2 separate regions of the Mus musculus genome follow, and region 1 is linked to region 2. A link is a contact called in public promoter capture Hi-C data. All regions are on one chromosome and are shown on one strand. Each heading gives the region's core, a stretch centred on a gene start, on an enhancer-like site or on the middle of the called end of the contact. The rest is flanking DNA. Distances are from core to core; before and after follow the strand shown. Region 1 holds the start of Phactr2 (phosphatase and actin regulator 2). Region 2 overlaps B230208H11Rik (RIKEN cDNA B230208H11 gene).

Evidence for each region. Promoter capture Hi-C pulls out the DNA fragments that hold promoters and counts their contacts.
Region 1: a contact with region 2 is called in a promoter capture Hi-C map of the HPC-7 cell line, with 2.3 times the contacts expected there. The contact joins the promoter of Phactr2 here to the enhancer-like site in region 2. A contact is called at or near these places in 5 of 39 promoter capture datasets (the HPC-7 cell line, hematopoietic stem and progenitor cells, liver and 2 more) and 1 of 115 datasets of contacts at active chromatin or transcription factors (bone marrow-derived macrophages).

What each region holds. Positions count from the first base shown.
Region 1 is chr10:13,472,490-13,476,202 of GRCm38.p6, forward strand. Phactr2 (phosphatase and actin regulator 2) reads right to left here and starts at 1,907. Exons shown (of 13, transcript NM_001195065.1): 1 at 1,567-1,907. The coding sequence starts at 1,789.
Region 2 is chr10:12,917,937-12,921,564 of GRCm38.p6, forward strand. The region is part of intron 2 of B230208H11Rik (RIKEN cDNA B230208H11 gene); the gene reads right to left. Among named protein-coding and RNA genes, the nearest start is that of n-TLtaa3, 2.9 kb to the right of the region's middle. Within about 2 kb of position 1,520, at least 127 of the 459 cell types and tissues checked have an H3K27ac peak or open chromatin away from gene starts, as enhancers often do. A contact at or near this core is called in the HPC-7 cell line, bone marrow-derived macrophages, hematopoietic stem and progenitor cells and 1 more, where this site is marked.

The sequences.
Region 1 (3,713 bases), core at 657-3,156, 550 kb after region 2:
GGGTCTTCAGAATGGTTAATCCTTTCATCTTATAAGAAGTCAGTCAAGATCACTTACAGCTCCAATTCTGTTTGGCCCCAAAGAGAAAGCAAAAACGTCTTTCCAAACTCAACACTTCTCACAAAGTAACTTTTGGCGTGGGCATCTCACAACTTAAGCTTAACATCTGACTTGCCTTTGTCCAAGGAGATCTCCAAAATCAGATAAGAAACACTGTTGATGCTTCTTGAACACATGGGGTAGCAAAGATCATAGCGTAACATAACCGAGTTAGGTGGCTGAAGTGGAGACAAGGGCCACTGAAATGTGTGCTTTCCAAGCAAGAACTTGGCTTTGGTTGGATGAGGTTGCTTTCAAGACTGTGAAAGGGTTTGGAAAGGAGGCTTAGTGGATTGATGAACAAGGCCTCCGACTTCTCCATGCATTCTGAGGTGTACCTGCGTGCGCGCATACACAAATAAACAAACGGGGAAAATCATCAAGGAAGGCATGACCCCAGACCTCAGAACGTGGGGAAAGACACCGCAGGGGAATGTGTGTTGGGGGGTGCAGTTCGCATTAGTAAGCGTTTTCCTGAAACTGGTCATTCTCATGCCCCCCCCCGCCCCCCGCGCCCCGTCCTTCTCTAGTTCCCATGCAGCGGTCACATGTTGAAAATTATAAACAAACAAACAAAAAACCACCCTTGAAAACTGTTGGACTTAAAGACAAAAGTTTTTCCAGTTCTCGGGATATTTTAAATAACGACAATCTGCCTAATGTCTCCACTTGATATGCCATACCATCACCATCGTTCCACGTTGACCACTGAGACAAAGTTAAGCAATTTGTCCTCCTTCACTCACCGCAGCCTGGGTAGCATTGGGTCTCAGTGAAGTTCCTAGTTGTCGCCTGTCCTTAGAGGACACAGGACACAGGTTTCTCTCTACAACAGCAATACTGGCCCCAGGCTTTCCAGAGAACATTACAGCAGACACACACACACACACACAGAGCCAGGCCTAGCTCTCAATAACACCTCTATGGCTTTTCACAGTCAGGGAAACTGGATTCCCCTATCCTGTTACCAGCAACCCCCTCCCGACCCGCTCCAAGAAATCTCTATTTCAGAAGTAGGAGTGAGTAGGGTTACCTTTCAAACCCTGTGCTTACCCATGAAGTGAAGGGACCACACCCTTCCGAAGGACCACAGTCCCATAAAAGACCAAATAGCCCAAGAACCAAATTAGCCCTAGACCCAAAGCCAAAACTGGTGCCGCCTGGCGCTGCACAACCAAGCGGGAGTCCAGGGGAACCCGCGAAAATCGCGCTGTGGGCACCCGCGCAGAAGAGCGGCGCACCCACTCGGGCGCACCCACCGGTCGCCTGCCGCTCAGCCAAGGGACACCAAGCCTTTGAAGCCCAGCAGGAGGTGGCGATGTGGGGACTACAGCTTTCGCCCTTGCTCTCGTCCCCTAACCCCCACGGCTGCTCCCGAACGTCCAGGGAAGATCGCCATACGGCGATCCTCACCTGCCGGGGTTAGCCCTCCCTGGACCACTCCGGGCCATTCAGAGCCACCCTTACCTGAGCCGGAGATGTGGACTCTGAGCGGGCGGCCCCGGCTCGAGGCTGACGACAGGTCGCTCTGGGAGCGGCCACGGGGACTCGGATCCCCGGGAAGCCAGCGCAGGGAAGGCACCGGTGGCCCGGGAGCCTCGGGTTCGGGGTCCAGAGCCTCCGCCGCCGCCGCCTCCTGGCCCGCTGGCTGGTCCGGGGACATCTCAGGACTCCTGCCGGCTTCCGCCATCCGCTCTAGGCGCCAGGAGGGAGCAAGCTCAGGCAGGGTGGAGCCGGCGCAAAGGGCTGCGCTGTCCGCCGCGGCCCCGCGTGGAGCCCCTGGCCGGCTGGCAGGGCGGGGAGGCGGCCGCAAGCAGCGGGGCGCAGCGCGGGAGGAGGAAGAGCACAGAAAAGTTTGCACAGGAAGGAGCCGCCTACAGCCGGCTTTCGCTCCCGCGGGCGACAGCCACCGGCCTCCGAGCCTGCCACGCTCGGTGCCCTAGAACCTGCTCCGGCTGCTCCGGCTGCTCCGCCCCCCACCCCCACCCCCAGGCGCGGCTCCTGTATTGTAAGACAGGGGTCTGTCGCCTCTGACCCAAAGCGGCTCAACCAAAGGGTCTCAGAGAAGTGGAGTTTCAGCTGCAGAGCTGAGATGCAAGGTCAGAGTTAACAGCCTCATTTGCACTTGGTCGCCGAGGGGTGGGGACAGGCGTGCACACACCTGGCTGTCTTGTAATATAATAGGACTAGGACCCAATGACTGTCATATGTAGTTTACAGGTGCAAAACACCGGAGCCAAAGGGCACTGGGTTTGCAGGAGGATTCCTGGCAGATCTGGAGTCGCTTGTGAAGTCTGGTCCTTTGGTCCTCCCTGCAAGATTCGCCTCTTGCCCTTGTCAAAGCTCATCTCTGTCTCTCAGAGCCCCACATTCTTGAGCTTCCGTGTATACTGGGTCAGACTCAAAGGTCGTGGTTTTTAAAAAGATCAGTCTTTTAAGGGCTGAATTCGTGTCACAGATGTGAGGTTTGAGTGAATGCTTTCCAAAGGAAGAGCAGCCGGGATGCCTGGCAAAGGGGACGTTGGTTTTGCCAATTGAAATCTCAGCTTTATCAGTTACCCAGATAGGTCCCCAAGTAGAGGCTGGCCCAGAAGTGAAAAGCTGTAAGCTAAGTAGCTGACCATCTCTGCAAGTTCTTGACAGTGGAGGCGCGTTGCTGGGCTTCACAAAGGCACCATAGACAGCAGCAGGAAGAGAAGGAGACAGAGAGGGGAAGGGAGGACACAACCATCACAACGCCACGCCCCCTTCCCCCTACACACACATTCACACATACCTCAGGTTCGATTTGTATGGAGTATTTCATCTAACAAGAAAATAAGCCCATGCTTAAGGTAAGAGAGAAACAAGAACCAAGAGAGGAAAGCTAGAAAACACAGACACGGAAAGGGCCTAGCAACTAGGTCACGCTGTTCACAGTACAAGCTGTTAAAGGCTTTTTTTCTCACAGCAACTCTGTGGGGGTGGGGTGGGGGTGGGGTGCAGTGGGGTGGGTATTGTCACCGTCAGCAGAAATCGTCTGGACTTGCTTTAACTCTTTCCTGCTAACAAAGTTTGCGAATGGGCACTACTCCAGAACCAGGTGAGATGGCTAGGTAAAGCTCCTATGGCAAGCTTGAGGATCCCGGGTCCATCCCTGTGACCTACAAACCGGAAGAAGAGAACTGACTCCCTCAAGTTGTCCTGCAGATCTCTCTCTCTCTCTCTCTCTCTCACACACACACACACACACACACACACACTAAATTATGTAAAACAAAGGATGGTGCTCTAAAAGTACTCCACTTTCTTGGTTTCTTGTGTGGTTTAGCAGAAGAGAGCTCTGTGGTTTCAGAGAAGGCAGTGGTAAGGTAGCAGGGGGCACTTAGAGGTTATACTTAGCCCAAATAATCACCCTTGGATTGTTTTGGATCATAACTAGATTAGTCCATGAGAGTATACCTTACAATGTCTACTTACATTACAATGGAAAACTTACATTACAGTGGAGCGTGTCACCACGTTTGCCAGTTTGTCATCCACTGTGTCCCACACCTGCTCTTGGGATTGTCCATATTCTGACGGTGTCCTCTGGTGTTCCCTCCCAGCTTGCAAGTCAATCTTCGTTCTGGAAC
Region 2 (3,628 bases), core at 270-2,769:
TGCCTTGAGTTCAAGACCAGCATGGGCTATCTAGTGAGTCTGAGTCTATCCTGGGCTAAATAGCAAGACCCTATTTAAAGCCAACCAATCAAGCAACCAACAAACACCAAACCAAAAAAATATCTGCTTCTCCCAAAATCTCTTGTGCTATGTGTTTGCTAATCACACTCACTTCTGTGTGGCCTTATGGGATGTGTATTAATTATGGATTTTACAAGCATGCCTACTTCTGTGTGTAGTTATGTAGGAGGGAGACTGGAGAACTCAGACAAATATACTTTTTTTTTAATTGCTCTTACTATTTTTTGGTAAATATTTATTTATTTATTTATAATGTATATGAGTACACATGTGGTTGTGAGCCATCATGTGATTGCTGGGAATTTGAGTTCAGGACCTCTGCTTGCTCCGGTTGGCTCCGCAGGCTCTGGCCTAAAGATTTATTTATTATTATATCTTAAGTTCACTGTAGCTGTCTTTAGAGACATCAGAAGAAGGTATCAGATCTCATTCAGGACCTTCGGAAGAGCAGTCAGTGCTCTTAACTGCTGAGCCATCTCTCCAGCCCCTGAGGCAAATATCAACTCTTTCTGTAGCTGATGTTGCTGTAGCTATAGCTGTTGTAGTAGCTATAACTATAGCTGTAGCTGTAGCTGTAGCGCACGAGAGAGAGAGAGAGAGAGAGAGAGAGAGAGAGAGAGAGAGAGAGAGAGAGAATCTACATTCAGGTACATGCACTTGAGTGTCAGTTGTGAGCCACTAAGTGAGTGCTGGGAATTGAACCTGTGTCTTCTAGAAGAACTAGCTCTTAACCACTGAGCAATCTCTCAAGCCCCAAGAAGCAAATATCAACTCTTTCTGTAGCTGATGTTGCTGTAGCTGTAGCTGTAGCTATTGCTGTTTTACTTTCCTTGTTTGAGACAGGCATTACTGTAGCCTGGCTGGCCTGGAATCTACTATGTAACTCAGGCTCCTGAGTGCTGGGATTACAGATTTCCACTAGGCCCAGGCTATCATTTTTTTTTTTTAATTTTTATGTGCATTGGTATTTTGCATACATGTGAATATGTATGAAGGCGCCAGATCCCTTGGAACTAGAGTTGTAGACAATTGTGAGCAGCTGGGAATTGAACCTAGGTCCTCTGAAAGAACAGCTGGTGCTCTTGACCACTGAGCATCTCTCCAGCCCCTCGCTGTGTTTCTTAATACAGCAGTCATTTGTGTGTCTGTGTGTCTACCAAACCTGATTAAAATTTATTTGTGGCACATTTCTACCACATCCTCCAGATGAGGATACAATGAACAGAATCAGGGGTGAACTATGTCCAGGGGATTTGGGGGCCATTCATTTATTCAGTGTTCAGAGAGTGCACGTAACATTCTAGAGGCGCTCACTGTTAGGCTTAGGTCCCAGTTCACACTGGTGAGCACCCAGGGCGGGCCCTGGGCTGAGAGGGCTGACAGAGCAGCCAGTGCTGCCCTGGCCTGACTCACTTCCTGTGTCCCAGACCATTACTGCCCCGGGCAGTCTGCTCACACTGGCAGGCCACTTCCTATGTCTCTATGTGGACTTTAGTCTGTGTGCAATACTGACCCCTATCGCCTAGGATTCAGTTTTAACTATGTCCTTCCTTCCTTCCTTCCTTCCTCCCTCCCTCCCTTCCTTCCTCCCCTCCTTCCTTTCACTGGGGCCTCATTAACTAGCCCTTGCTTGCCTAAAATGTGTTATGTAGACCAGGTTGGTCTCACACTGTCAGAGATTCACCTGCCTTTGCCTCCCAAGTGTTTAATTAGAAGCTTATGCACTTAATTAAAGGCATTCATTTGTATCATTCGTTCAAATGGTGAAACAGCCATCACTCTGTTCTAGGTCTAGAAGCACTGTTCATGGAAATTAAGCTTAAGCCAGATTGGTTCACACGCACACCCCTAAAATAGTCCTGTGCCTAATTGTACAGATATGAATAGATGCATGTTCTCTACCTCCTTTGGTGTCATCCTTACTATTAAACTATCTCGAGATTCCATTTCATCTTAGTCAGAAAGGCTACCATTAAGAAATCACACACGCAAAAAAACCATACCAAACCAAACCAAACCAAACAAACAAACAAAACAGAATAAAACAAAACCTCAAACCAACAAAACAAAACAAAATCAATTAAAATAAATCTCCTCCTTCCAAAAGCTGTGCATAGTAGTGACCCCATGTCTTTAATGTTAACACTTGGGAGGCAGATGCAGGCAGATCTCTGTGAGTTCAAGGCCAGAATGGTCTATATAGTGAATTCCAGTCTATCCAGGACATAGAGAGAGACCCTGTCTCAAAACACACACACACACACACACACACACACACACACACACACCCCTAAAAATAGACCTACCATATAGTATACTACTCCTGGGTGTTTACCAAAGAAACCTAAGACAGCAACCGCAAAGATCTGTGTGCACAGACACATATGCAGGCATGTTTAAAGCTGCACCCCCGCTGCCAAGGAAAGAGGTCAGCCCAGGCACTGAACAGTGGCTGAGTGAATAGAGAAAACTCAGTGTACCTGCACAATCGGGTTTTTGTTCTGCCATATCTCAGAACAAACTTAGGCCATTTTCAGAAGAAAGATGAAACTGGAGATCATGTTAACGGAAACAAGACAGTTCACAAAGACATATACCACAGATTCTCTCTCCTGTGGAATCTGCTTTGGAAATGGATATCTATAAAACTTGAACGTAGATGGCAGTACATGGGAAGAGTAAAGGATTTGAGCACAAGGGTGGGTCGAGCATCACAGAGCAACAGGCTGCATACAAGCAAACCACGGGATACACAGGTTTGAAAATGTCACTATGAAATACATCATTTTGTGCTATGAATATACTAATAAACTTTTAAGAACCCGAGGCATTAAATTTTACTTCCTTTGAATCATTAGCACACGCCTGAAGTACATTGCATGCATTTGAGGTGTTTATCGACTAATTAAAACTCTACCTAAAGATAAACAGCAGCCTGGATGGAGCTGAGGAGGTGGCTCAGCAGCTAAGAGCACTTGCTGTTCTTACAGAGGACCTGGGTTTGGTTCCTGGAGCCCACGTGGCAGATTGTAAACCAACCCCAGTTCCAGGGCACCTGTAGCTTCCTCCTGACCGCACAGCAGGCACCCATGTGGTGTACTTACAGACAACCGCGCATACACACTAAAATAAATGAATAAAAGTGAAAGACCAAAAAGCTAATCAAAACCCCCAAGCCCCAACTGACCGCTGAGGACTGAGAACGCTTCTGGTGTAGGAGTCTTCCAACTGACCACGATGTCTGTTTAACATTGATGGCTCATGCAAACAAACACACACGCATACATGCATACACACATACACACATACATATACATATCCCCCTAACTTCATAGCTGTCTTCAGCATTTGAAAGGAAAATGCGTAACTGAAACAAAGATTATTGACGCCAAAGAAGGGTTTCATCATACAGTTAAAACAATGCTCATGAAAATTATTTCAGTGATGAGTTATTCTGCTTAATGGAAGATCTTTTTTAAATAAATAAATAAAGATTAAAAGATTTGGAGGAAAAGTCAACTTCCTGTCTGTAACTTAAGACAGTTAT